Regions from separate parts of the Mus musculus genome. Here regions 2, 3, 4 and 5 are each linked to region 1. Evidence: chromatin contacts called from public HiChIP or PLAC-seq and promoter capture Hi-C data. All regions are on one chromosome and are shown on one strand. The core of a region is the stretch at or near the end of the contact, and the rest is flanking DNA. Distances in the headings are between cores, read along the strand shown. Region 1 holds the start of Rimbp3 (RIMS binding protein 3). Region 2 holds the start of Rtn4r (reticulon 4 receptor). Region 3 holds the start of Dgcr6 (DiGeorge syndrome critical region gene 6). Region 4 holds the start of Klhl22 (kelch-like 22). Region 5 holds the start of Med15 (mediator complex subunit 15).

Evidence for each region. Promoter capture Hi-C pulls out the DNA fragments that hold promoters and counts their contacts. HiChIP or PLAC-seq counts read pairs in DNA pulled down with a chosen protein or histone mark.
Region 2: a contact with region 1 is called in a promoter capture Hi-C map of liver, with 4 times the contacts expected there. The contact joins the promoter of Rtn4r here to the promoter of Rimbp3 in region 1. A contact is called at or near these places in 2 of 39 promoter capture datasets (cranial neural crest and liver).
Region 3: an H3K27ac HiChIP or PLAC-seq map of microglia shows a contact between it and region 1, with 6 times the contacts expected there. The contact joins the promoter of Dgcr6 here to the promoter of Rimbp3 in region 1. A contact is called at or near these places in 1 of 39 promoter capture datasets (liver) and 2 of 115 datasets of contacts at active chromatin or transcription factors (microglia and pancreatic cancer cells).
Region 4: an HNF4G HiChIP or PLAC-seq map of pancreatic cancer cells shows a contact between it and region 1. The contact joins the promoter of Klhl22 here to the promoter of Rimbp3 in region 1. A contact is called at or near these places in 1 of 115 datasets of contacts at active chromatin or transcription factors (pancreatic cancer cells) and 1 of 9 other capture datasets (adipose tissue).
Region 5: a promoter capture Hi-C map of pre-B cells shows a contact between it and region 1, with 2.3 times the contacts expected there. The contact joins the promoter of Med15 here to the promoter of Rimbp3 in region 1. A contact is called at or near these places in 4 of 39 promoter capture datasets (the 3T3-L1 cell line, liver, pre-B cells and 1 more), 1 of 484 Hi-C or Micro-C datasets (CD4 T cells), 1 of 115 datasets of contacts at active chromatin or transcription factors (memory CD8 T cells) and 1 of 9 other capture datasets (adipose tissue).

What each region holds. Positions count from the first base shown.
Region 1 is chr16:17,204,841-17,210,510 of GRCm38.p6, reverse strand. It overlaps Rimbp3 (RIMS binding protein 3), which reads right to left and starts at 2,376. Exons shown (of 1, transcript NM_001033338.3): 1 at 1-2,376. The coding sequence starts at 1,797. It overlaps Gm22129 (a small nuclear RNA gene), which reads left to right and starts at 4,613; the gene lies at 4,613-4,719.
Region 2 is chr16:18,124,049-18,129,718 of GRCm38.p6, reverse strand. It overlaps Rtn4r (reticulon 4 receptor), which reads right to left and starts at 2,077. Exons shown (of 2, transcript NM_022982.3): 1 at 1,817-2,077. The coding sequence starts at 1,838. It overlaps Gm52241, which reads left to right. Exons shown (of 2, transcript XM_030249377.1): 1 at 1-1,078; 2 at 1,512-2,105. The coding sequence starts at 1,055. The coding sequence ends at 2,105.
Region 3 is chr16:18,062,953-18,068,622 of GRCm38.p6, reverse strand. It overlaps Dgcr6 (DiGeorge syndrome critical region gene 6), which reads right to left and starts at 2,220. Exons shown (of 5, transcript NM_001289814.1): 1 at 2,024-2,220; 2 at 1,767-1,927. The coding sequence starts at 2,133.
Region 4 is chr16:17,756,342-17,762,011 of GRCm38.p6, reverse strand. It overlaps Klhl22 (kelch-like 22), which reads right to left and starts at 2,391. Exons shown (of 7, transcript NM_001359068.1): 1 at 2,318-2,391.
Region 5 is chr16:17,720,852-17,726,521 of GRCm38.p6, reverse strand. It overlaps Med15 (mediator complex subunit 15), which reads left to right and starts at 3,575. Exons shown (of 18, transcript NM_033609.3): 1 at 3,575-3,766. The coding sequence starts at 3,699. It also overlaps the pseudogene Gm6048.

The sequences.
Region 1 (5,670 bases), core at 1,127-3,626:
TGACAGCCTGGCGCCTTTGTGCAGCGCGGCCTGCAGTTGTGCCTCTGTCTCCTCGTAGCGCCGCTCAGCTGCGGCTGCCTGAACGCTCAGTTCCTCGCATTCCCGCCGCTGTAAACCCAACTCGCGTTCCAGCGCCTGCACCTGGTGCCGAGTTATCTCCGAGGGTGTGCTGGGTCTGCCCGCGTCTGCCCAGGCGCCTGCTTTACTCTGATGTAGAGTCAACTGTCTTTGCAGGCGCAGCACTTCCCGCTGAGACTCACGCTGCAGCCGGTCCAAGTCACTGATGTTGCACCATTGCGCGCACGTGGCGCCCTCTTCAGGATGCGAGGAGCTGCCAAGGTCCGCGGCGATGCGCGCCTGCAGCAGGTGGCACTCCCGCCTCAATGCTTCGATCTGTAGATCCTTGGCTTGCAGCGCGCCAGCCTGTTCTGACAGGTCCTGAGCACGCTGGCAGGTAAACACTTGGCTCAGGTCCAGACCTTCGAGGCTCTCACCTGGCACTGGAGCACTCATGGCCCTCAGATTGGTCTCCTGAAGCTTGCGGGCCCTGTCTTCAAGGCGCTGAGCGAGATCGGTCAGCTCTGCGTGCTTCACCTTGAGCCATTTCACTTTCTCTCCTGCCTCCTCGGAGAAGCCTTTACGCCGCAGATGCAAGTTTTCTTCGCGCAGGTCACAACAGCGGCGAACCAGCACCTGCAATGCCTCGGCCAGCTCCGAGTTCTGCCTCACCAGTTCCTGGTAGTCCAGACCCGGAGGCGAGGAGGTCGAGGCTTCGCAGGGCTTGTTCTCGGAGCTTTCTTTCTGCAGGTCATTAGGTTTCCTATGTATTGATGGTAGCTGAGGCGGCGGCTGGGGACTGGAGGTGTCTGGAATAGACGCGCTGGTCGCAGGGGCCCTTACCTCGGATTCAGAAGCCTGGGAGCAATTCAGTGTGTTGTCCAGTGAGCAGGAATGTGCTGTTGCCAAAGATTCGAGGGAGCCGGCGCGCGTGGGCAGCAGGTCGTTTGGAGAATGAACCCGGACGCCAGTGTTCAGGCTTTCGAGGGATCCGAGTCGACGAGCAGGCTTTGGGGTGCCACCAGTGTTACTCTGGGCTTCTAGGGGCGGCTCTTCCAAGGAATGCGTGGCTTGGGGGTCCGCGGGTCCCGGTAAAGCCGGCTGCCAGCGGAAGTGCTCTAGGATGTATTTAAGGAATAGCTGGCGCTCCACGTCTAGCGCCGCCTGCAGGTGGCGGATGCGCGCGGCTTGTTCGCCGTCGGTCTCCCAGCGCAGCAGCGCCAGCACTTCCTGCAGGCGACAGCGGCATTGTGCCGCGGAGGCTTCGGATGCCCCTGAGCGGCTGCAGTAACCACGGTTCACTAGCTCCTGGGCCAGCTGACGCTGAAGCTCCCTTGCCTGGCGCAATACAACATCGCGCTCCTGGTGTAGCAACTGCTGCAGCTGCCGCATCTCTGCCTCCTTCCAGCGCAGCAGCTGCCGGATCTCGGCCTCACGCTCGCGCTGCACCTCCTCCTGCAGCTGCCGCAGCTCCCGGAGGCGTCGTGCCTCCCACTTGGAGCGCAGATGGTCAGCCAGCTGCTGCCGCTCCTGCTCAGCCGACTCCCGCAGCTGGCGCGTCTGGGTAGCGAAACGCCTCCGTTCCGACCGGCCGCGCGCGCGCTCGCCCTCCAGCTCTGCCCGTAGTTTTTCTAGCTCTCGTCTCTGCTCCTCCAGCACTGCGGCCGCTGGGCCGGGGCTGCTTGGCTTCTTGGGCGACGCGCGGCCACCACCCAAGGGGGTGGGTGAGTCCTTTGTCATTGTGGCCGCAGCCCGGCAAGAAGCCAGAGAGATAGTTTGGTATTGGTAGGCCAGTTAGCCAACGGCCTCCGCCCCCGGCCGCTGCCAACCGCCCCACGCGCCCCTTCCGGCGCCCCTAGGTGCCCTCCGCGCGCCTCTTCCGCCTTGGGGGCGATCTCCCTTATAACCTGTCGCCTCCCCACAGATTGAGTGCCTTTCGCTTCTTCCTAAACTCCTGAGACCCCTTTCAAACTAGCCTCTGAACTTCCCCGGATACCCCGGGCATATTTCGGAGCCCACACATATCTGCTTTAGGGCTTTTGTGACCTGTTCCACTTTCGCCCTGGCAGTGTGCAATCCTTTCCAGAATTAGATCCCCAGTAGGGTTCCTAGATGATCGCTGATCCTGGGCCTGAGTAAAAATGGATTCTGGTCAGATCTCACCTGGCTCTACTAGGGTTTCTGGTCGAGTTTTGAAATTAGGTAAACTTCTTACAAGATCTGCTTAAATTTGTGGTTGAGCTCTGAGCCCTAAGTGGCTATAACTCCTCTGTTCCTACGCAGGACCCAACATGCTAAGCCTTTTCTTTGTTCTTTTTCTTTTCTTTTTTCTTTTTGGTTTTGTTTTTTTGTTTTTTGTTTTTTTGTGTTTTTTTTTTGTTTTTGTTTTTGTTTTTGTTTTTTTTGAGACAGCGTTCCTCTGTGTAGCCCTAGCTGTCCTGGAACTCACTCTGTAGACCAGGCTGGCCTCAAACTCAGATATCCGCCTGACTCTGCCTCCCAAATGCTGGGATTAAAGGCCATCACTGCCCGGTGCCTTTTCTTATATCAACTGAAACTTTGTGTTGTTTGTTTGTTTGTTTGTTTGAGACGTGTGTGTGTGTGTGTGTGTGTGTGTGTGTGTGTGTGTGTGTAGAGCTGGCTGTTCTGGAATTCACTCTATAGAGCAGGCTGTCTCTGCTTCCCCAGTGCTTGGATTGCAGGAGTTGACCAACATGTCTTGCATCTGAGCCTTTTTGAATCAGCAGGTGGCAGTGACTGAGGATTGATTGCACCCACCTCAAACATGCTGGGCAAATTTTATACCACTGAGATTCATATCCTGTCTCTGTTTCTGTCTGTCTCTGTCTCTCTCTCTGTGAAGTAGTAGTAGTACTAGTAGTAGTAGAGACTGAGCCCAAGGTCTCATTTAGTAAGTAATAGGCAAGCACTTTACTATTCATTATATCTTCAGTCTTCAGCCCCTTTAAAAATGTAAGATGTTGGGGCTGGAGAGATGGCTCAGTGGTTAAGAGTACCAAATGCTCTTCCGAAGGTCCTGAGTTCAAATCCCAGCAACCATATGGTGGCTTACAACCATCTGTAACAAGATCTGATGCCCTCTTCTGGAGTGTCTGAAGACAGCTACAGTGTACTTACATGTAATAAATAAATAAATCTTTAAAAAAAAAAGTAAGATGTTAAGATGAGCAGTGGTGGTATATCCTTTTAATCCCACCATTCAGGAGGAGGAACCAAAGCCATGTTTTCTGCAAGATCAGCAAGCACCCATAACCCTTGAGCCATCTTTCCAGCTCCCCAAAACATTAAAAAAAAAATATATATATATATATAGTCTCACTCTGTAGCTCTGGATGGCTTAGAACTGATGTCTACTGGGCTATCCTAGAAGTCACAGAGACCTTGCCTGGAATAAAGGTATGCAGCACCATGCATGAATGTCTGTTTGAAGTTTCTGGTGGTGGTGGTAGTAGTGGCGATGGTGGAATTTTTTGTTTTGTGTTTGTCTTTGTTTTGGAGACAGGGTCTGGTCTTTCTATGTCCTGGCTGACTTGGAAGTTGCTATGTAGACCAGGCTGGGCTCAAACTCACAAAGATCAACTTGCCTCTGCCTCCCAAGTGGGATTAGAGGTATGTGCATGGCACTATACCCATCTCCTTTTTAAATTCATATTTGAGTTAGGATGTTGCTAATTTGTCCAGGCTGACCTTGCACTAGTGGTCTTCCTGCATCAGGCTACCAGACAGCTGGGATCACAGGTGTGCACCCTACACCTGACTCAAACCTACTCTTGTCCTCTTACCTACTGCTCACTTTTTCCTGTCTTTTGGTATTGATTTGGTAGTTTTCTACTCCAAGGAGCCTTTCTGGACTCTCCAGGCTGGGCTTAGAGTTCCCAAGATGCTCTAGCCCACAGGGTTGCCTTGATGACTCTACATACAGCTGCTTTACCTTTGAGGAATGGGTATGACTAGTAAACCTTTGTGTCTCTGCCCAGAGCAAACTCAAAGCAGGTAAAAATGGAATGTCTTTCCCATGCAGGTTGGACCAGGCAGATAGAAAGAACATAGAGGGTACTGTACTTGGTCTCCAGGCCTACCCAGTTCCAACACTCAGCAAACACCTGTCAGCAAGCTTTAGGGTGTACACCGGGCATGGGGGTATTGGGAAGAGGCCTGAAGGTGGGCAAGGAATGAAGCTTCAGCCAGCTTGTTGGTAAGGTCCAGACCTCAAACGAGGGACAATAGACTCTCCTCTTTCCCTCAAGGAAAAACAAGACCAACAATGATAATAACACCTAATGCTGGGTGGTGGCCCATGCCTTTAATCCCAGCACTTGGGAGGCAGAGGCAGGTGGATTTCTGTGAGTTTGAGGCCAGCCTGGAGTTCCAGCACAGCTAGGGCTACACAGAGAAAATCTGTCTCAGAAAAAAAAAAATCACATATATAGCTATTGTCTGGCTACTTTAGTGTAGATCAGGAACTTTCCTCCTATCCGGTTCCTCCCTGTTCTTCCAGGCTCTGGCATTAACTGGCTTACAAAAAACCACAGTGGTGCTCGCTTCGGCAGCACATATACTAAAATTGGAAGGATACAGAGAAGATTAGCATGGCCCCTGCGCAAGGATGACACGCAAATTCGTGAAGCGTTCCATATTTTTTATGTGTAATACTCAAGTTCACAAGTTCACAGATCCATTGTGTGGTTTAACAGACTATTCTTGAGGAAAAAAAAAAAAAAAGACAGATCTTGGATAAAACCAGAAAAAAAAAAAAAAAAACAACCCACAGTGATAACTAACCTTCCATAGCCATACATTCTGTCAGAAAGATCCTTTGTGGTGCCTTCTGAGTACCCAGGGTGACTTACTTCCTCTTCTTCTTCCTCCTCCTCCTCCTCCTCCTCCTCCTCTTCCTCCTCCTTCTTCTTCAAGACAGGTTTTCTCTGTGTAACAACCCTGGCTGTTCTGGAACTGGATCTGTAGACCAGGCTGGCTTCAAACTCACAGAGATATGCCTGTCTTTGGCTCCTGAATGGTATAACTAAAGGTGTTCATCACCATGCCTGACAACACCTGGGCCTTCTAACCACTGTGTGCACTCAGCTCCTGGCAAATTACTGCTATAGTTATTTATCTAACAAGATTCCCCTAACCCTATAGAAAATACCTTTGGGGGCTGGAGAGATCACTCAGTGGTTAAGAGCACTGGCTGCTCTTCTAGAGGTCCTGATTTCAATTCCCAGCAACCACAAGGTGGCTCACAATCGTCTACAAGGGGATCTAATGCCCTCTTCTGGCCAGAGGATGTATATGCAGCAGAGCACTCATATAATTAAATATTTTTTTGGCGGGGGGGGGGGCGGGGGGGTTCGAGACAGGGGTTCATAAATTTTTTTTAAAAGAAAATACCACCCGGCAGTGGTGGTGCACGCCTTTAATCCCAGCACTTGGGAGGCAGAGGCAGGTGGATTTCTGAGTTTGAGGCCAGCCTGGTCTACAGAGTGAGTTCCAGGACAGAGAAACCCTGTCTCGAAAAATTAAAAAAAAAACAAAACAAAAAGGGGGGGTGGGTATGGGGGACTTTTGGGATAGCATTGAAAATGTAAACGA
Region 2 (5,670 bases), core at 828-3,327, 920 kb before region 1:
TGCAGACCACACCTGGCTGCTGAGGTCTTGCCTTAGACGTGCATCTTCCTCCCCTGACTGCAGTAGGACAAGAGACAATGCAGCGTCAGAGATGGGAAGACAGGCCTGGGGCTTAGTGAAGGGAGTGGCCAGGTGTGACCCCATACAACACCTGAGCTAGGTGAGCAGCACAGAGCTGCTAACCAGAAGGTCACCCCCGGGGAATAGCTAATGTGCTAAAGGCAGGGCCTCTCGGGGGACCATGCTGGGTTGGATGCCCTAGTTGGTGGAACTGCAGAGGCAGCCAAGTGTGTCCAGGGTCAGACCCTTTATCACAGTGGTGACCTCAAGCTGGGAAATAGATTTTCCCTGCCCAGGTAGATTCCAGCCCACCATAGACCACCATTGCCCCAACTCTGGCTGGTGGGAGAGCAGCTGGTAGACTCTGCATCTCACAGCCTGGGCTGGAGACACTGAACAAAACCCCTAAATACATTCTGAAGGCTTTTGATCCAGATTTGGGTATAGGCATAGCCCACCTATGTACACAAGGGCACCCACACTCTGAGACAAACGGAAACATGAAGATATGTTTAAAGGCACCCATGGTCATGCACACAATCATGTATGTGCAGATATATACCACATTACACACACGTACTTGCACACACAGACTCAAGCACTGTGAAGGAGACTCCAGGACTTGTCCCTCTGTCTGGGTCCAGCTGCCCGGAGCATCCCTAATCAAAATCCAAGTGTGTCTCCATGGGAGTGGGTCTTGTTAAGGGGCCCCACCATGTGCTAAGCATGAAGATCGCAGCAGGCAGGCTGCATAAATGCATGTATGGTCATAGGTGTGTAGGCAGGAGTGAGGACAGAGCTATGCACCCGAGTACAGGGATGTGCTTATAGCATTTATGTGCATGTGCACACTAGGGCAGATTTGGTATGCATGTGCACTGGAGGTGTGCAAGGCTGTATGTAGCCCATGTAGACACGTGCAAAGAAACGTGTGTGCAGCCTGCGGCACCATGGACATCAGCAGGGTAGATAGGGTGGGCACCTGGGGAAGGCAATGTGTTCACCCCAGATTCTCCAGGTAAGGCATGTCCAACCTGCATGAAGCCCATCCTCCCTTGCCCCTACTGTGGGGGCTTTGCAACCGGATGGGAGGAGGGAATCCCACAGGGCTGCCAAGGAGGGGGTGTTTCGAGCACCAACGCCCCTCAATGGAGCCGCTCACTCTCAGGAGCTCTCCCGATCTCCGAGGAGGAGACATTGCCTTGCGTGTGTGTGTGTGTGTGTGTGTGTGTGTGTGTGTGTTCTCCTCTCTACCTGCTCCAGAGATAGCTCTGGGATCGCCCTGTCCCCCACGCCCTCTGCTGCTGCTGACACCCGTATTCATCCCTACTCCGTTTGACCCCAAAGAAACAGCTTCTGAGCAGGGTTCGCTGGGCAGACCCCATCTCGGTCCGGTGCCCACGTTTCTGCAAACCCGCTCATTAACCCATTCGCCGCCTTTGCGCTCTCAGGTGGGACCCCGCCCTTCCAGCCCTCAGTCTCCACCCGGCCCTGGTCCAACATCTGGAACCTCGTACCCTCCATCCCTGGCCCCGCCGTCGCTGTCAACTTTCCCGCAAAGCCGCAACTTTTGCGGCTGCCGCGGGCTCCGCCCTCCCAGGGCCCAGTTGCTAGCGGCCAGCGCGCGGCGTGGCACTGCGGTGGCCCTCGGGAGCGACCGGCGACCCGGCTCCATCTCTGGCAGCGTGAGCCATGCCCTGCGTCCCCCCCGCCCCGCCCCGCTGCAGCCTGTCTCCGGAGCGGCGCTGACACTCACCTCCGGAGGACGCCCTCTTCATCTTCGGGGTCGAGCGGGGCGCGTCGGGCACTGGAAGCGGCTTCGGGGCGGGCGCCCGTCTGCGCGCGGCCGGGTCCGCATCCAGGCGCCGCTGCTCCGGCCCGGTCCCGGCCCGGCCGCGGGACGAGGCTCCGGCGCTCCGCTCTACCGGGCCGGGCTGGGCTCGCGGGCTGCGGGCGCACAGGGTGAGGGCGGCGGCGCGGACTGGCGGGGCGCTCGCAGCGCGGGCCAGGAGAGGATGAATGTTTTATGGGATCATGTGGTTTGACGCGCGGAATCCGCCCGGTCTCCCCGCCGGTCCGGGCGGGGCGGGGCCGGGGCGGGGCCTGGCGCCGGGCGGGGCGCTCACCTGGGCGCGCCGCGCTGGGGCGGACCGGTGGGTACGGGGTGTAGGGCAAGCGGGCGGGCGACGGGAGGGGAGGCGAGGGTGTCCGGAGCGCGGTGCAAGTGGCAGGACGCGCTCAGCCACCCGGTGCACGGGCCACGCGCGGTCCCAGACAAAGGCGGCGCATTCCTGAAGAGGCGGCGGCCCCTGCAGGCGGCCGCGGGCACCGCGTCCCGGAACCGGCCGTGGGCGCGGGCTCGAGGGCGTGGCGGCACAGGCTGAGTCCCGAAGGGAGTCCTGGGCATCGGACAGATGCAGCAGGCCTTTGCATGGCCCGCCTCCGCTTGCCCCTTAAAGCCCTTTGCTCGAAACTGTCCTAGGCGACTGGGTAAGAAAACTGAGAGGCAAGGTGTAATAGCGCAGTAGTGCTCTCTCCAGCTTTGTAGTTCCCTGTCCCAGGAAGGACACTCAGGCTTTGTCTGCACCTGCCTCTGCACAAGCTCCTATCATTTCCCCTTTGCAATGGAGATTACAAAGTCCGAAGAATCCTCTGGACCCACCCTCCACCAAGCCAGATCAATATAAGGCCAATGTTCCTAATGGCAACCCCCCCCCCCAACATGTCCCATCTCCCATTCCTGCTTGGGTGCTCTATCTGGAGTTCTTAGGTGCATTCTGGGGTGGGGTGGTGGTAGAGGTGCTTCGGCTGGCTGCCAGGTCGTTGTCTGTATCTGTCCTGCACATTATCTAGCCAGAGAGCTGGATAGGGCCCATGGTCCGCCTGTCTCAGTAGAGAAAGAGAACACCCAGTATGGCATAAGCTTCAGGGGTGGAGAGCGCTGAAGAGCCTGCAATGGAATGGCTTTCTGGCCATATATGGAAGCTACACTGCTCGGTCCTGCCCTGGCTGTGTCCCCAACCACACCTCTGTGTGCTTTGTCCCAGTTGTCCTTGTTCATTTGACTTGGATTTTTCAGGTCACTGAAATGTGTGAGATGAGGTTAAGGCAGGGCAGGCACTCACGGCCACTTCTTCATTGGATACTGGTCACCAAGTGCCACCAGATTGACCCCTATGTGACTCAGTAAGTTCTCATTTCCACTCCCCACCACATGGGAGGCTGGCCACCCAGTGACAGATGAATAACCCAAAGCCAACTTCAAAGAGCCAGCAGAAGGCCATGGCCTATAGCCTAGACCAACACCTTTCTCCCAGTGTCCTCGAATCCAGCAGTGCCCACACCAGTGGCTGGTGTGGCTCCAACCACCTCATGTCGTGGGACATGGCTGAAAATCTGAAGACCAGGCTAGAGTCCTGGGCTACCATCTTTGCTCAGTGGCTTAGAGAGGGCACTTCCCCCATCGACTATTTTTAACGATGGCCAGGCTGCCCGTTAGAGAGGTAATGACTATGACCCCTTCTCCCATTGCTGGGGCATAGTTTAGGTGTGGGAAGGAAAGGAGAGCCATTGCTACCATGGAGGTTCCTGGTGCCACAATTCTCTCCAGCTCAAAGATACTGGATACTCTGGAAAGAGAGCTCCTGGATACCCTGGTGTTTTCCCGCGGCTTACATGAACTGGGTATTTCTGGAAGGCAGGCTGGGGCTGAAAGAGACTTAGACTGCGAGAAAAGATAATGAAGCCAAGACAAATGTTCTGATCAAGGCCTTCGAGTTTATTAAGAGAGTGTGCTTATAAGGGGGAAGGCCCATTCCCACCCCCAGCCCATTCTTGGTGCCTGGAGCCAGCCCGTAGGCAATCTACAGTTTGTGTCTTCAGAACGTGGCTAGGAAGAGCAAATAGAGCCATCAAGGTCAGAAGGCTCTATCCTAGGTAATCTCCTTCTTAGTGGCAGCAAGGTCAAAGTCTGGATCTGCCTGCTTCAAGGCTGAGGGAAACTACACTTGGATACACTACACCCCTACCAGCTCACAAGGTACGGCAGGGCTGAGATCTGTAGTGTGAGCTGGGCATCTATTGTCTTAGGCAGTTTTGCTGTGGTCTGCAAACCCACCCTGTCGTTTGTATACCCATTCCCATCTGCACTTTGGTGCTCCTCTCTAGAAGTTGAACCTGCAGGACACTTGGATGCAGCCTAAGGTACAGGCCAGCTCTGGCGGGGACCAGATAGGGAGCAAAGAGAGCTGCATGCTGGCCATTCTGCCCCCAGGAGGACATGGCTCTCTTCTGAGGCAGGAGATGTGGGAGGTCTGGAAGGCATATTTATCAGGGTGTGGGCAGGTATCGGGCAATTTGAGGACCAAAGCCCTTCCCCAGTGAGCATCATCACCACCCAGGGCCCAAGGATGAGGGAGGGAGGGCAGCTGACAGAGAATGAGTGGAAGACTTACTAGGGCCTGAAGTGAGCCTGAGACACACAGCCTTAGCTGGTCCCTGGGTGGGGGTGGGGTGGGGTGGGAAGGATCAGAGACCCAGATGAGGAAGCCAGGCCACTCACTGTCCTTTTCAGGAAGTCTATAAGGATTGGTTTGCGGGAAGCCCCAGCAGAAGTGCTGAGATGGTGGCCCACTTGGACTGGCAGATACGAATTCTCCCAGCCTTGTGTACATATGGCCCTGGGAATCAAAAGAGGGTGTGGAGTCTGCAGACCGTTCTCCCTAGTCTTGAATACATCAGTCATTCCTACTGGGCTGGGCTTGTAGGACCAGACTGAAGGCCTGTCTGAATTGCTCCCCACCCCCACGGGCCACTTGCCCAGGCACTGCCTCCTGCAGTGAGGCCTGACAACACTGCAGTGCCCCAGAACTGCATCGACTTCCTCCACTGGCCCCAGATTCAGCTCGGTGATCTGTATGTGGCATGAGAGTGCCCTATCTTTCTGTGTGACTTCAGCCCAGCTTTTTGTGATTGTGGATAGATGCTTTGGGGTGTGGTCAGATCATTGTCCCTTCTGTGTCTGCCTCTTCTGTCTCCTGAGAGAACTATGTGGGATCCTAGCAGGGAATACAGGGATGACCAAACCTCCAGGTCCAATCAGAATCCAGTGTAAGGCCAGCCAGGGCTGACAGGGATGTGGTGCAGCCTTGGAAAGTGGTCACTGTTGCAAGGCCTTGAGGAACTTATGGGCACCAGCCCTACTGGGGCATCTTTGTAGGATACCCCCACACCCTCCCTCAGGCTGTTGGTGCTCTAGGGAGGGAGGAAGAGATTAGGGGACTTGGTTTTTTGCTGTACAGGCTCTGGGCCACTCTGGGACAGTGTGAGGAGGAACTAGGAAAGGAAGAAGAAGGTCAGGCTGTACTCTGCACCTGCTGCCTAAGCATGCCAAGGCCACCAACCTGAGTGGGTGGCTGGGGATGAGATCTCAGTGCCAGAGAGCTGGGGGGCCATCTGCTCTCACCACAGAAGGTGGCATCGTGCCCGAGGCCCTAGAGGACTCTGCACAGGGCCTGCTAAATGCATGGTGCTGTTGTTGGTCCTGCGATGGCAACACTACTGCCTATTTTTTCCAGACAGGAAAACAGGGCTGGAGGGTTTAGACAGACG
Region 3 (5,670 bases), core at 971-3,470, 860 kb before region 1:
ATTTTATGTACCCCAGTGATACCATTTATCATTGCTGTTTGAAACTGACTTAGTCTATCATAAGTTCATCAACACAAGGGCAAAGAAGAGATGGCCTGCTTGTCTGGTTGCAGTGAATATGAAGTAGTCAGAAGGCTTGGGGCAGCAGGTACATGTGTGAGACATCATCTCCTTCAGTCCACTTATCCAATACTGCAGAACATCCCAGGTCAGTTCCCAGAGTCCACACTGGCTCCCTGCTCACTAGGGACCTGGCCATGGTAATGTCCAAGGACAGCAAGGTGGCCCATGCCAGCCACCACCTTCTGTATCTGGCTGAAGGCAGCAGAGGCACTCACTGCCAGGTGTATCAGCCTAGTTCAAGCCTTCTGAAAGACAACTAGCAAAGGCTTGAAGCAGGTACCAAGAACATCCCACCCAAAAGGGCTCTATAGGATGATGAGCAGCTCCACAGTGAAATCAGGGGAAGAAGAAGTCAGTGGTGTCTTTCCTTCCTGGTGATGGAAGCAAGTGCTGGAAGAATGGTGGAAGCAACAGAAGGAACAAAGCCTCCTCCTGCTTACTGGAAAGGATGAGCAAGGTAGGGCCTGGCCCAGACTTGGAATTTCACCACTGGAGAGGCTGAGACAGGACAGCCAGCTCTAGACAACACAGAGGAACAGTCTCGGAAAACCAAAATGGAAAAGAATGAACTTAGTCGTGTACTTTAGGCTTGTGAACTAGATATACCACATACCTCCATCAAAACATTAAAAAGAATAAAGAAAAGCACAGCCGGGCTGGTGAGATGGCTCAGTGGGTAAGAGCACCCGACTGCTCTTCCAAAGGTCCGGAGTTCAAGTCCCAGCAACCACATGGTGGCTCACAACCATCCGTAACAAGATCTGACGCCCTCTTCTGGTGTGTCTGAAGACAGCTACAGTGTACTTACATATAATAAATAAATAAATCTAAAAAAAAAAATTATTAAAAAAAAAAAAAAAAAAAAGAAAAAGCACAGCCACTCAAACATTTGGTGAAGAACTAAAGCTCTCGGAGAACAAGAGACTTCTCAACACATTCTGAGGCATTACCTTCATCCCCACACAAATATTACAAGATGCATTCCTAGAATACAATTCCTTTCTGGGATTTAGAAATCAATGTCTCACGAGAGTAACAGCAAAACCATCTGATCATCTCCACAGGAACTGCAAAAGATTTCAACAAAATCCAACACCTATCTCTAATGGGAAAATCCTGTCTGGCAGCACACAGGCATTGCCAGAAAGGCAGAGTATGTTTGCATGTAAATGTAGCCCAATATAGAAAACCTGCTTAGCAGGTGAGAAGCCCTGGGTTCAGTCCTCAGTTTCAAAATCCAAAGCAATAACAAAGCCCAAAGATCTATAACGTAGCATGGGGACATCGTCACACTATTCTTTCCTAAAATGTTTGAACCGAGTCAAGCTTGAACAAATAAAATGGAAAGGAGATCTGATGGTACAACGGAAGATGCCTAGTATAATTTATAGGAGGAGGTGATCAAGCCTGATACTCAATGGGAAGGTGCTGGAATAATGGATTATCTCTGTGGTAGCACACAGCTATCAACAGACCTACAAGCAGCGAGGTCCATCAAGCCTAGGAGGATGTGGGTACTCTAGGGAACGCGAGTAAGAAGTTTCTGGACAGCAGACTAAAAGGATCAGCATGGCTCTGCACCCCCTGACCCGAGGCTCCCGCGGCTAGGGACGCCCTAGGGAAGGTCCCGTCGCCCCCTGCACCTCGGTGTTCGTTCTGCAGCCGCAGTCTCTGGTTGTAGAGGCTCTTCTCAGTGAGGTGCTGAATCTCCAGAAGACCCTGCACGATTTCAAACACCGTTCCGTCGAGCAGCGCCAGGGCCAAGTCGCTGAGCGTGGTGTAGGACAGGCGCTGCTGAAAGGAGCTGCGGGTAGATCGCCGGGTGAGCGCGGCCGCGGCCCTGGCCCCGGCTCCGGCCCCGGCCCCGGCCCCGGTCCTCCCGCCGCCCGTCGCCGCGCACCTGGGCAGCTCCTTGACCAGGCTCTGTAGTGCTGACAGCAGCTGGTAGTGCCGCTCCTGCTGCCGGGCCCGATCCGCCGCCTCATCCCCGGCGGCCGCATAGCGGTCCATCGCGCGGTTTACCGCGCGGTCCCCCGCCGCCCCTCTACTCGGTCTCCTAGGGTGCCCCGGCGCGCCCCGCCCCCTCACGTCATTCTCCAGCGCGAACGACGCATGCGCCCCGCCCCTCCGGTCGGTCTCCGGCCGTTCACCGTGGTGCGTCAGGCACAATAAGACGCGCTCCACCCACCAGGGAGACTGCTTGTAAGCGCTTTGTCCTAGGGAGAAGAAATAGGGGCTCGCTGAGCTCCCAAGTGGTGCTGACCTTGGAGGTGCGCGCCCAGGGCTCTGCATTCTGGTGTTTTAAAGAAGCAACTCTGGCCTGCTGGGTGTTTTAAAGAAGCCAGTCTGGCCTGCGCCTAGTGTGCGCAGACTGAGGCCACTGGAAGCTGGACACTCCCAGCGGGTTGTGATCCACCCTGGGGGACCTCAGGAAAACAGTACGGAGGAGAGCCAGCTTCTCTTTAGGGTTCTTATTCTCATTAATAAAAGACTTTAGGACAATTTTATTAGCGTTAAAGGATACCCCACCCCCACAAGGAAACCTCAGCGACTGCCTGGAAGTGGAGAGTAGATGAGAAAAGAGTCTTGTGAAGTTGAATTCATGCTGGCTCAACAGTCCTTTACCTACTGAGCCAGCCCCAGCCCCTGACAGTGTCCACATTCATAATTTAGTTTGCAGCATGAATAAGAGAAATGACACCTTCCTACAGCGTTTTTTTAAATAAAAATTACATTCCCTGATGTGCCATCTTTTTCCCTTTTATTACTATTTTAAAAATATAACTCTGTTGAATCATCCTGGTTACTTTCTTTTTGTTTTCCCTTTTGCCACGATAAGCTCTGAAGTAGTGAATTCAGATCTGGGTAACATAAATTACAGTGAAGAAACCTTGTGAAGTTTGAATGCAAATGACCCCATAGCCTCAGATATTTGGAAACTTGGTCCCCAGTTGGTGGAATTACTAAGGAAGGATTAGGAGGTGTGGCTTTATTGGAGAAAGAGTGTCACTGAGGGCTGGTTTTGAGATTTTAAAACATACACCATCCATACATTCTCTGTCTGTCTGTCTGTCTCTGTATGTCTGTCTCTGTATGTCTCTCTACCTCTGTCTCTGTGTCTCTCTTTGTCTCTCTCTCTCTCTGTGTCTCTGTCTGTCTCTTTCTGACTCTCTGTCTCTCTGTGTGAGTGTGTCTGTCTGTCTGTCTGTCTGTCTGTCTGTCTCTTTCTCTTGTCTCATCACTACCAGCACCACCTCATGCTTTTGAATTAAGATATAAGCTATCAGCTACTTCCCCAGGGCCATACCTGCCTACCTGGCTGGTGCCATGCTCTCTACCATGGTGGTCCTGGAGTCACCTTCTGAAGCTGTAAGACCCCCAACAAACCCTTCTGTAAGTTGCCTTGTTCATGGTGTCCTCGCAGCAATAGAAAAGCCTCTGAAACACCTGTGCATGGAGAAATAATTTGCATGAATAAATATACTCCAAAGTAACTGTAATTTAATGTTGACAGTATACCAAATTATGGTGAATCATTTAAATCAGACATTTAAAAGTCACGATCTGCAGCTGGGGATGTAGCTTAGTTGGTAGAGCGTTGCCTAGCATTCAAGATGCAGTGGGGTTCTATGTGCAGTATCACAGAAACCAGGCATGGTGGCGCATGTCTGTGATTCCAGTACTCAGGAATTGTAGGCATGGTCGGATGCGCAGGGGCATCTTTGGCTACATAGTGAGTTCCAGGCTGGCCTGAGATGCAGTAGACCCTGGCTCCAAAAGAAAGTCATTAATTGTTCACATACTCAACTCTGGATATTGGAGTGTGAGCAATCCTTGAACATCTTTTTAGCACACCAATTAGGATACAAACAGATCCTAAACAGGGACACATGCCTGAAACACATAGTATTAGTGTGTACCCCACAATGTCCCGTAGGCCACATATTACAGCCTATGACAGCTGAGAAGGATGAAGGCTAGAGCAACCATGGTACCATGCCATCTGTGATATCACATGACAGCTAATGGAAGATACATGCCTCTGACATATCATGTCACTAAATCATGTAAGACATCGTATGACAGCTGGGAGGATGGATGGAGACTGCCATATTACGTAATGATTCTCCACAGTGACCCAGAGGAGACTAGAGAGCACTGTGCTGTGTCACATCAGGCCGTTGTGCATATGTGGCACATTAAGATGATCAGGAGTGGAGGCCAGAGTTAATAGCTTTTTCCCTGTTGCTTAGTATGGCAGTCCAGAGATGGCATGCAGACAGTGAGCCACAGTCTGCCATAGGGATAAGGTGATGTCACCTGTGATATTGTGATGCCAGGGCTGCAATCTGTCCTTATGAGAATAAGGAATGTGTTTCTTCTCAGCTGTTAGACCAAGGAGGCTGTAAGCATATCAGGTCTGGGCCTTCAACCTATATAAAATGTCATGTACAATATAAGATGGAATACAGGCCTGAGATCTCTCTCTCTCTCTAAATATATATATATATATATATATATATATATATATATATATATATATATATATCAGCTGAGAAGAGAGAGGCATCAGTCACATGTCACTGTGTAATACATGGTACTACCCAACAGCTCAGAGAAGGCTCAAATTGGCTTGCACCATGTTACATATGATATATGACAACTGAGGCACATTTTTTTGTCAGTTTGTGTCACTACATAACACATCTAATATATAATACTTATCTAATAATTATAAGAGCTCACAGATGGACCAGACCTTGATTCATGTTACAGTGTTACTGAGGATGTCATGTAACATCAAAGATCATAAACCTCAGATGCACTATGTCACTGTGGCATATACCAAACCCTGCAGTGACTTAAAGAGGGGACATTCATCCTATTCATGTCACATATGTGTCACACAGCTTATGGGAGAGGATACACTCACCACTCACTTAGACTGTGTTGTCATGTGACAGCAGAGCAGGTGCATTAGGACAGCTGCTGATGGGACTGTGGAGACTAGAGGCACACTTGGTCACTGTGGATTATGAAATACCATACAGCAGCCAAAGGTATTGGAAAGCAAGTCGTGCTATATTGTTGGGCTGTGCACATAAGACTGGTCTCTGTACTGAGAACATCAGACTTCCTGAATGACTGGGTGCAGGTTAAATCTATGAATCATTTTGTTCAGCAGCATACACTGTGTGTAAGACATTGGTCATCTATGTGTGTGTGTGTGTGTGTGTGTGTGTGGTGAGGTATCAGCACACACACACACACATATATATATATATACAAATATGTATGTGCATTATAAATATATTTAATCTGTGTTTAAGTACATGAGTGATTGAGATTGAAACACTGTGCTTAGAAAGATAGGGTTCCAGTACTGCATTATCTATCTGTCTGTCTGTCTGTCTATGTATTATAAGACAGGGTCTCTGTGTATAGCCTTGGTTGTCCTGGAACTCACTATGCAGTCCAGGCTGGCCTGAGACTCACAGAGATCCTCGGGCCTCTGCCTTCCAAATACTGTACTTAGCAGCATTTGCC
Region 4 (5,670 bases), core at 1,142-3,641, 550 kb before region 1:
TTTCTTCCCTTCCTTCAGTGCACCCTGTCCCCGGGGCACGTATTCTCAATGGCGTCTCCAGCCAGAATCCCTTCTAACTAGTCTGTTTGTGTCAGTTACACACTACATTTCTACCTGAAACCTCCTAGTCTCAGCGATCTCTTTTTCTTCTTAAGGCTATGTTTTATAAGATCCTTTGTTCTTGATTCTCCTCCTATATCTTGCAGTCATCCCCTTATTTTTTCCAGTGGCCACTGTTTGGAGTCCCAGCATAGGACTGTTGTTCCAAAGGATTTCCCTAACTCTCGTCTTGCTTCAACATCAACATCCCCAGTTTCCTCTGAACAGGGGACCAAAAATACTCCTGTGATCATACTATAGTTACTTACCAAGTGCTATCTCACTGCTTCATACTTGGGGCTCCCTGTGACTTAGCTCAAAACCTCACTTCCTTCTCCTGCCTGCCCCACTGCCAGTTCTTAGACCCATAGGGACACCTGAAGTCCTCTGAACAGAACTGTGTTCTTTTCTCATAGTCCTATTCTGGCCGTGACTCTAGTTGATCACATCTACCTAGCACCTTCATACAATCTCAAAAAAACATGCTCTGATAGTGAACCTGTCTTCTCTACCCTTGACAGTTTGTCTCACAAGCAACTCAGGGTTAGTTTCTATGGCAATATCTGCTAACCAAACTCTGGCTGCTATCTCCAAACCTCAGAGTCCTGGAAGGCTTCCCCATCTGTGGGTGATTAATTGTCCTAACAGACACTGACCCTCCCCCACCATGCACATGTGGAGGTGGTCCTCACAGTTGTCAGCTGAGCAGCCTGTCTGCCCTCTTGGAAGGGGATGGATATCATCTGCTCTCTAAACGGCCACCACAAAAACAAGTACAGTAAAACAGATGGCTACTCCTTTGGACAGGCAGAGCACAAGAAAAGCTCAAGAAAAGAAATTCAGTACAATCAAGAATGCAACAACATCCAGAATCTCTGGTATAGCCAGACAGGATGGTAACAGATCTGTAACTCCACCACTCCGGAGTGCTGATACAAAAAGATCACAAAGTTGCCTATAAGGAAGAGGTGGGGTTAGAGTGCTCAGTGCACTTAATGCAAAACTATTCCTGCCCGGAACTGGAGCTCCCAGCGCTGACATCGGGTGGAGGCGCCCTCTGCTGGTCTCTAGAGCACCTTCACCCAGGTGCACATACAGACCACTTGTTTCTAACAGCCTTCGCTGTCACGGAACTCTTTGGTGATCAGCCTGGCCTCAAACTCACAGAACTCTACCTCCAGAGTGCTGGGATTAAAGGCAGGGACCACCACACCTGGCTTCACTCTTTTTTTTTAAACGACAAAACATTAAGGAGACTACGGTGACTGCAGATCTAAGATATTCCTCTACACATTCCTTTAGCTTCTGCTTATAACTTCATGCCCCTCTCACACATATAAACTAGGTTCCCTACCATTGTTTGCTACTACAAACAGCTGTGCACTGAAACAAATTTTAGAGGAATCTTCAAGGAATCATTTACTGGAAAGGCATCCTCAACCTTCTGTGGGGGCTCCCATTCCGTATCTGTCCTCAACGCATCTGAACCACAACGTAAGGTGTGCAACAAAAGGAAAAACAGCAGCTTGGGAAGAGCAGAAGAGGGAGCGGGTCCTTATTACCACGGGGGTGGGAGGGAGCATCCAAGAGGTGTTGACGTGCTCTATGGCTTCTTTCCCAGAGCACGGACGAGGAGCATCTCGGAGATCAGGCCTTACCCTAGGAAGCAGCCGCGGGCAGAAGGTGGCCCCGTTGCGCCCGGACAGGTCCGTTCGTTCGGCCTGTACAGGATCTAAACTAGTACAATCCGGGGATTTTGCACTGACAGCGCTTGCTCTCCGGCTTCTCTCAACAACCGCAGCCGCGGCTGATGAGCTTGAGGTCACGCCGGGAGAGGCAGCCAGGCCCGCCCGCTGCCTGTTGCAATCCCTGCTCGAATAGCTTCGAGGGACGGGGACAGGCCAGAGGCCACACTCGGACCCACGGCTGGCGACAGAACCTGACCAACCGGGCTGCGAGGGCCACGGTCCGCTTCAGCCACGCGCAGGCCTCGGCGGGCCCGCGCCACAGCGCCAGGCCCGCGCCGGACGCCCGGGGGTCGCCCGGCCAAGCCCCCGCCACGTCAGGCAGTCGCCCGTGCCCGCCCCAGGCGCCCGCGGTACTTGGCCCAGATCTCCGCGCCCTCCGCCATCCCCGCTCCCTCTCCCATCCCCGCGTGCAGCACAAGCTCGGCGAAGAAGGCCTGCCGGGCCCGCACGGTACATGCCTCGCAGCTGACCTGGTGCTGCCGCAAGCTGAGGCCGCTCTCGCAGCAGGCGGGAGGCGGGAGGCTGGAGGTGGGGGCGGAGCCTCTCCGTCACGTGGGATGCCGCGCAGGCGCAAGGGGACTCTAGGGGGGGTCGCTGTTGGGCGGGGCGGGAAGAGGCTGAAGGGTCAGACCCCGGCTGCTCTTCCGAAGGATCCGCTGTCCGGAAGCTCCACCCTCGAGGTGCCTATTGAAGGTGCAAACCTAGGCCCTCCTTCTTTCCCTTTCTCCTGGCCTCATTCTAACCCTCACTCATTCTCTCACTCATAGCTTCTTCACTGGCTTGTCTCTTCACACCCTTTCACTCACCATCTCCCTCATCGACTCCTTCCTTCCCTCACTTTCCCGTTTCCTCCCCCAGTCATTTCTTCGTTTCTCCTGCATTACTTCCTTCCCTCTTCATCGTGCGTCTATTACTTCACTCATCGTCTCACTTGTCCCCTCCTTCTTGCTTCTTCCTTGCTTCCTCTCTAGGTCGCTCCCACCCTCTCTATCTCTTTCTGTTTTCCTTTCCCTCACAGCCCTATTTATTGTCTGAGGTCTTCCTTCTGCCTCTTATTTCCTCCTTGTCGCTCCCTGGTTTCTTCTGTCATTGTACTTTAGACTTTGGAAGGCTCCTCGTCCGGTGCTTGCTGTGGAGAGTGAAAACAAGCAAAGGCTTTATGTACGGACAAGTGTTGATTTTCCTCTTTTCTGAGACTCCAGAGTAAATCTGGTTCCCAGTCCCAAAACTCACCTGCCCCTAGCTGTCCTGGGGACACCCACTTTTCTCTGCTTCACCTCGAGGAGGACCACACTCTGAGGGGCGCATACCTATAGCAGAATCCAAGAGTGGAGCTGTAGGGCCTTCTTACAGATAGATGGGGGGAAATTGTAGTTTCAATATGGTGGAGAATGTAAGAGAAAAGATGTCGCCAAGGAAGCCTCCTCATGAAAAGGGGGAGAAAAAAAGGAAGAAGAAAATGAATAAAAGAAAGGCTGTTTTAGGGGAACCCTAATTGCTGCCCGGAGGCCTAGCTATAGATCCAGATGAAAAGACCCAGCCTCTAGAAAAGGAGGCACCCAATGCACGTGAACTTCTACCTGTCAGGGCTCCCTGGACCAAATGACTCCACCTGTGTTGCTGGAGACTTTTAGACCATGATAAAAGTATTCTAGCAAGAGATACCATCAGCAAATATATGAGATCCAACAAAAAGTAGAAGACAACACTCCCTTGTCACTTCTGACTATCGGAAAACACAACTGAAACAGGTCACCCACTAGAAAGTTCTAGAGATACAGAATAGCAGAATAGGAAGAAATCTCAAAGTCTATGCCCCAAACCTAGTTTATATAGTATGAAGCTCTTCCCATTCTAAAGACCTAAGCCCACTTTGGTCTCTGGATTTGAAAGGAAGATTCGTTTTCTCCTTGTATAACAGTTTTCCCCAAGATTGGAGCATTCTATTCTTCAGAAAAACTCCTTAAGCAGGAAGGTTAAAAAATTCAAAATAGTTTCAGGAAGTCCTTGAAACTGACCAAATACACTTGGTCCCTCCCTGTCAGAGAAATAATAAAAGCTGAGACAGGTGAAACTGAGCTGCACAAAAGACTCTCAGAGGAGAAAAGCTGCACAGTAGACTCAGACCAGACCAGCTGCCTTGACAAACCAGAAAGCAGCTGGGCTGCCTGGAAGAGGTTTAGGCCATCTGAGATACCTGGAAAGGACTCTCCAAACTCCTCCCCTGCCTGCAGGCTGTGCAGTGTGCTCCAGGCTCCCAGCCTGCTGTGCAGCTGTCTTTGAGTCATTTCTGCTCCTTAAGTAACCTATCACCTATATCCCTGTAAGAAACCTCAATAACCTTGTTGGTTCACCAAGGAGGGCTTCGCTCTGTTGTGGGTTCCTTACCTGGGATGAGTAGGTGTGTGTTCTGTCTCCCCAGGAAGAGTTTTGTCAAACCCTTCAAGATCACATGCACCTAGGAGGAAGGCCAAGAGGAGTAACTAGAAACCCAGCTGAGGGACCTATGGGCCTCCCCTTTTCTAACGAGGGAGTATCATTACCATTACTGCAGACCTAGACAGTACTGTATTGTTCTGCTCAGTTGGTTATTGTGGCTAACAGGCACTCTCTACCCCAAGGTGGCTCTGGGAATGTCATGGAGAAGAAAGCCATACTACAATTGTTATCTTGTTAGTCTTACTGGAGAGCAATACCAGCAAGATCCACCTACTGTCACAAGCACCAGAGTGAAATGACACAAGACCAAGGGAGGCAAAAAGAGAGTTCCCGGTCCATCACCAAAATGTCACACTAGGAAGGACGGTGCCAAGCAGAAGATGTCATAGGAAAGGTGTCACAGAGAAATCAGGACTCTTTTTCCTTTGTGGATTCTTATTCTCACTGATAATTTATTTTCTTTTGGTTTTTGTGTGTTGCGGATTTTTGCCTTTATTTTTGAGGTGGTCTCTCTATGTAGCCTTGGCTTGCCTGGAACTCACTATGTAGACCAGAGTCAGATTCACTAGCCTCTCTGCCTCTTGAGTGCTGGGATTAAAGGCATGCTCTAACACACCTGGCAAGAAGAGAATTTGAAAACGGCCTCAGAAGGAAGCCTGGGGACGCTCCTGTTAGACTTTCAAAGGAAAAGCAACAAAGCAAGCAAGCTAAAGTCCCAAGCAGTGCCAGGAGGATGGAGGTGGAGAAGAGGAGGGAAGGTCAGGCTTGTTGCTCAGATCAACAACAGATGTCTGCAAAGATTTAGGGCAGGGGTCTTCAGAGAAGCACAGAGAAGCCATGTGCCAAGGAAAGCATGTGTCCCCAAAGGCTAAGGCATTCCAACACTTGGTCCCAGTTGGTTGTGCTGTTTGTAAAGGGTGGGGGTGGGGGGTGCAGCCTTGATAGAAGTATATCACCAAGGGCAGGCTTAGACCTCCTAAAGCCTCCACCCATTTCCCGGTCAGCTTCCTGCTACTGCCAGACCTGCCACATGTCTGCCATGTTCCTCTCCACCTTGGTAGACTTTTAATCTCACAGAACCTTAGGCTAAAATAAATTTTGTTTTCCTTAAGTTGCCTTTGGCCATTCTATCACAGCAACAAAAATGTAACCCATAGAGCATGTTAGTTTGCTATTGAAAGAGTAGTAAACTCAGTGCTCCAAGGTATGCTAATCATAAAACAGAGAGCGACATTCCTCCACCCACCTGCTTCCTGGGTTCAAAGAGTGTTAATTCAAAGAAAGTCACCCTGACCCACCCTGACCATTGCTGGAACCCACTATGCAAAGGTGCTATTGCTAGGGGCTCTTAGATTGTTAGGGGCTCTTAGAAACTGTCTTGAGA
Region 5 (5,670 bases), core at 2,326-4,825, 510 kb before region 1:
TCCATCCCCTGCTGTATGTGTAGCCCAGAAATCTTCGCTCCTCAACCCTGACACTCCTTAGACCTGGCTTCTTCCATTCTTTGAAGAGGCTGCTCAGAGTCTGGTATCTGATCAGTAAACTCCCTCTCACATTTCTTTAGCCCATGCCTGAAACATCCTGAACTCTGTTGTAGCTGAACTTATATTCATCTGCAACCACATACATATGTGTATGTATTTTATTGGGTACTGTGTGAAATGAGTACATTTTGGCCATTATGATTGGAACAAAAGAAGCTGCACTATGTGTGACTAGATGACCAGAGTAGGCAAAGTGTTGCCATTGAAACCACTGTACCTTTTGAACGTTTTATTATTATTATTAATTATTATTTTGTTTGTTTTGTTTTTTGAGATGGGACTTCTCTGTGTCACAGTCCTGGCTGCCCTGGAACTCACTTTGTAGACCAGGCTGGTCTCAAACTCACAGAGACCAGATTTTCTCTGCCTCCCAAGTGCTGAGATTAAAGGTGTGCACCACCAAGGTTGGTTTGTGAACTTATTCTTTGTTTGTTTTTTGTTTTATTGGCAACTTAGAGTGTAAAGTATTTTATTTTTAACCTTCTAAAGTTTGAAAACAATGTAGCCCAGTTTAGGTGAGTTACCAAGCTAAATGTGTTTGCCTGGAGCTTAGTTCTGCCTGACAAGGAATTCCTAATACCCTAGGTGGGTGCCTGTGTAGCTACAAGTGGCAAACAGCCTGGACTCTACTGGGAATGGTCCTTTCCCCATCCCTTTGGTAGGAGCTTAACAAACATTAGGCGTTTTTCTTGTCTTATACGGCTAATGTGGGTCTGAATGTCGCCTGGGAGGCATGCACCACGAACAAGAAGTCGTCTTCATTCTTCTCATATGCCTTGGAGATAGTCTTACACATACTCACCACGCTGTGCCAGGTCACCACGAGGAAGAAGGCTTGACTATCGTTGAGCTGTTACCGCCTTCTCTTTCTGGTCATGAGCTTACCCATGTTGACGTGGTTGGGTTGATTTTGTCATGGACCGGCAGCTGCCTTTTCTGTTTATAATGCACTATTGAAATCTTTATGGGTGCAAGACATCTTCCACTCTCTGTGTGAAGCTTCCACGCTGTGTGAAGGTCTCTGACTACATGGCTTGGGGAATCTAAGATTTGGATAAAGGGGGCTGGAGAGATGGCACAGCAGTTAAGAACACCTACTTTTCTTCCAAAAGTCCTGAGTTCAAATCTCAGCAACTGCATGGTGGCTCACAACCATCCATAGTGAGATCTGAGATGCCCTCTTCTGGTATGTCTGAAGACAGCTATAGTGTACTTATTTATAATAATAAATAAATCTTTGGGCCGGAGTGAGCAGGGCCCACCGGAGCAAACAGAGGTTCTAAATTCAATTCCCAGCAACCACATGAAGGCTCACATCCATCTGTACAGATACAGTGTACTCATATACATAATAAATAAATAAATAAATAAATAAATAATCTTTAAAGGAAAGAAAGAAAGGAAGGCAGGAAGAAAGGAAGGAAGAAAAAAAGGAAGGAAGAAAAAGAAAGGAAGGAAGAAAGGCATGTACCACCATGCCTGGCTTTCCTATTCTTAAAAAAAAAAAAAAAAAGATTTAGATAAAGAACCTGAATTAGCTTTCTCCAGCTGTACTGCCAAATTTTGCCTCTCAAGGACTGGGATTAAAGTGGTGTACCACCATGCCTGCATCACCATGCCTGTATCACCATCACCGTGCCTGCACCACCAAGCACCACCATGCACCATCATGCATCACCACGCCTTCATCACCATGCACCACTATGTACTACCATGCCTGCACCACCATGCACTACCATGTCTTCATCACCATACACCACCATGCCTGAACCACCATGCTTGCACCACCATGCACCACCATGCCTCCACTACCATGCACTACCATGCACCACCATGTCTTCAGCACCATACCTGCACCACCATGCATCACCACGCACCACCATGCTTGGTGGTTTTGAATTTTCTTTTTAAGTTTTGTCATACTCAGTTTTTTTTTTTTTTTTTTTTTTTTTTTTTTTTTTTTTTCTTTTTTCCGGAGCTGAGGACCGAACCCAGGGCCTTGGGCTTGCTAGGCAAGCACTTTACCACTGAGCTAAATCCCCAACCCCCATACTCAGTTTTTTAAAGACTTACTTATTTTATGTATATGAGTATATTGTAACTGTCTTCAGACACACCAGAAGAGAGCAATAGATCAATGCTCTTAATGGCTGAGCCATCTCTCCAGCCCCCACACTCAGGGGTTTTTTTTTTTTTTTAGATTTATTTATTTATTTATTTCATGTATATACTGTAGCTGTCTTCAGATATTCTGGCACACCAAAACAGTACATTGGATGTGAGCCACCATGTGGTTGCTGGGAATTGAACACAGGACCTCTGGAAGAACAGTCAGTGCTCTTAACCTCTGAGCCATCTCTCCAGCCCTGACACTCAGTTTTTAATTCATTTGTGTTTAAGACTTTTCCAAAGGCCAAAAGTTTTTTTTTTTAAAGGGTGCTTTCTTCTATAATAATAAACACATGTATTTTATTTATTTCTTTATTTGTCTATTTATTTATTTATTTTGGGGTTCATTTTGGGTGTTGTTTGTTTTTGTTTGTTTGAGACAATGTGTCTCTACATAGGCCCTGGTTGTCCTGGAACTCAGTATGTAAACCAGGCTGCCTTGAATTCAACAGAGATCTGCCTGCCTCTGCCTCCCAAGTGCTGGGACAAACAAAGTTCTAAAATGAGGCCTTACATATTGTTGGAAAAAATGAAGACTTACAAAATTGGTTAGTTACCTTGTAATCTCTACTCTAAACTTAAATCATATAAACATTGAAAGGTGAACTCGAGACACATAAGCCCAGCAACAATTATCCACTTAGACCAAAATGTCCTGTATTAAGGGATGCACCACTAAGAAGCAAGGAATATGAACCACAGAGAAAACATTAACAGAAATAATGCTTTTGCTTTCCTTTTAAATATGGAGCTTAATGATTCAATGAGCAGAGATCCTAAACCTAACATTGCTTGTTGGTGAAATACTAGCTTTATTTTGATGACTGTAGAATGTACATATACTTATGTACACTTAACATATGTTAGAAATTAAAATCTCAATATTTAAATACCAAATTTATTTAAAATACCAAAAATATGTTATACATTAGCAATTATCCCAACACTGGCAACAAAATATACATAGACTCTGTATGTGTGTCTGTGTGTGGTGTGTGTGTGTCTATGTGTCCGCATGTGTGTCTCTCTCTGTCTCTGTATCTGTCTCTGTGTCTGTCTTTCTGTCTCTTTTTTCTGTCTTTCTCTCTGTTTCTGCCTCTGTCTGTGTTTCCGCCTCTGTATCTCTGTCTCTCCCTCTGTGTCTCCCTCTCCCCCTCTCCCCCTCTCCCCCTCTCCCCTTCTCCCTCTTCCCCTCTCCCCCTCTCCCCTTCCTCTCTTCCTCTCTCTTTCTGTGGCGCGCATGCGTATACAAAAGCAAGACTTCATTTCCCACAATTCTTCCTGTACTTCCGGCGTGGCCCAGTAGCGGGATCGCTCGGCTTCCGGGTTCGGGCCTGTCGCTGTGGTAGAGGCGGCGGCGCCGGGGGTGGCCGGTAGGGACTCGGGCTACAAGAGTAGGGGCTCCGGGCATGGACGTTTCGGGGCAGGAGACCGACTGGCGTAGCGCCGCCTTTCGGCAGAAGCTGGTCAGCCAAATGTGAGTGTGGCCTGGGGCAAGGACCGGTGGTCGGACCTTCCGGGCGGGGAGGGTGAGGCCGGGCTAGACCCGCTCTTGACCCTGGTCAGAAGCTGCGGTGTCCGCTGGGTGCCGGGGACGTACAAGGGTCCTCCTGGAGTCTCTCTGGCCTTTCTCGGCAGACAGGGACTGCTGGCTAGTTTTTCTGGGGAGGAACTCTGCAAACCCAGCTAGTGCCCTGGCTAGTGAGTCATCGTCCTGAGCCGCCTCGTCATTTGTGTGCAGATTTTCCTTTGCTTCGATTCGCACCGAATATAGAAAGAGAATGAGGCAGCCAGAGATTTTACACGGGTGCCGCGTGGCTTCTTTTATAAAATAAATAAATAAAACGAAAACCACATCAATGAGTTGGAGGAGGCTGGAAGGAAGGTAAATTGGAAGATTGATGTGTTTGGGTTGTAGGCAGTGGAATAGAAGAGTGCTCCGGTTTCTTCCACAAGGTGTGTCAACTTGGCCAAAGGGTAGCAGGAAATAGCTGTGGGAACTTCGGGAGTGAAGGGCAGGGATGCCCTCTGCCCACGGAGCACTGCAGAGTGCTTGTTGCACTTAGCCATTTTACTGAGTTTCCTAAAGTGTTCAGAAAATTGCCTGTGGCACAGCTTTTCCCCTGAGGGTTGGTACTGTCTGTCTGTAAAGAAACAGTACAGTCGTGCCAATGCTCAGTCATTTTTGTGGGTGCTAAAGTGTCAGTTGAGTAGACTGGAGCAGCCTCGAGTAGGTGACAGATTGAGCTCTAGAGAGAAAAGTAGGAGGGTGACAGGCCACCATTCCCAGCAGATGATTGTGAAAGCATCAGGATGGACGGCTGTAGGTGGAGAGTTCTGGGTCTTTGAAGCAAAGTAGTCAAGGATACATCATGAGGATGAGCAGATGCTGGCATGGTTAGTGTTGGGTGTTTTGGGCAAACAACTTGTACCCGTGGTTTTTTGTTTGTTTGTTTGTTTGTTTTTTAGTTTTTCGAGACAGGGTTTCTCTGTGTAGTCCTGGCTGTCCTGGAACTCAGAAATCTGCCTACTTCTACCTCCCAAGCGCTGGGATCACTGCCCGGCCCTTCCTCCAGTGTTTTACACGTGGTCTGCCTTGAGGTGGTGCAGCATTAGTGTTGGGAAGGCCCCTGAGTCCCTGGAGATGAATTAGGGACCCAAGAGAGGCCAAATAGGCAATTTGGGGAGTTTTTTTCCTTTGGAAGGGTTGGTGGGGGTTCTGTCTTTTTTTCATTTAGATCATATGGTCTCATGAGTTGATTGTAGAAGACTTGGTTGGCAGAGATCATAAAGACCAGTATTAAGTGCTGAACTTGAAAGAGGAAGACAGATTCCAGAGAAAGAGGAATGAATATGTGGACAATTGGTGACTAACTGGATGGAGGGGGTGGGGTGGGGTGGGGTGGAGTGAAGCAATGGACTAAATCGGGGAAGCATCAGTACAGTGGAGGGAGTGGGTACTGTGTCAGTGGCTTGGTACCGCCGCACAATAACCCTTGCACGGTTTTGCAGACAGTTCAGCAAACAAGTGTTTTGTTTCTTAATTGTTTTAGATTTAATTTATTTATATGAGTGTTTTGCTTGCCTGTATATAAGTGAACCATGTATATCTGATGATGTCAGAGGTCAGAAGAGCGTATAAGATTCCCTGGGATTGGAGCTACAGGGGGTTATGAACTGCCCTGTGAATTCTGGGAATCGAACCTGCTTCTTCTGTAAGAGCTCAGTGTGAGTGCTTCTAACCTCTGAGCCAAGTCTCCAGCCCACAAGTGCAGTATTGATGTACTTGAGTTATCTCTAAGTGAAGTCTTGAGAAATGGTCTGAGCTCCAGGGCAAGGATTCTTTGGGAAAGCCCAGTACAGTGGATCTGGAAGAGCAAG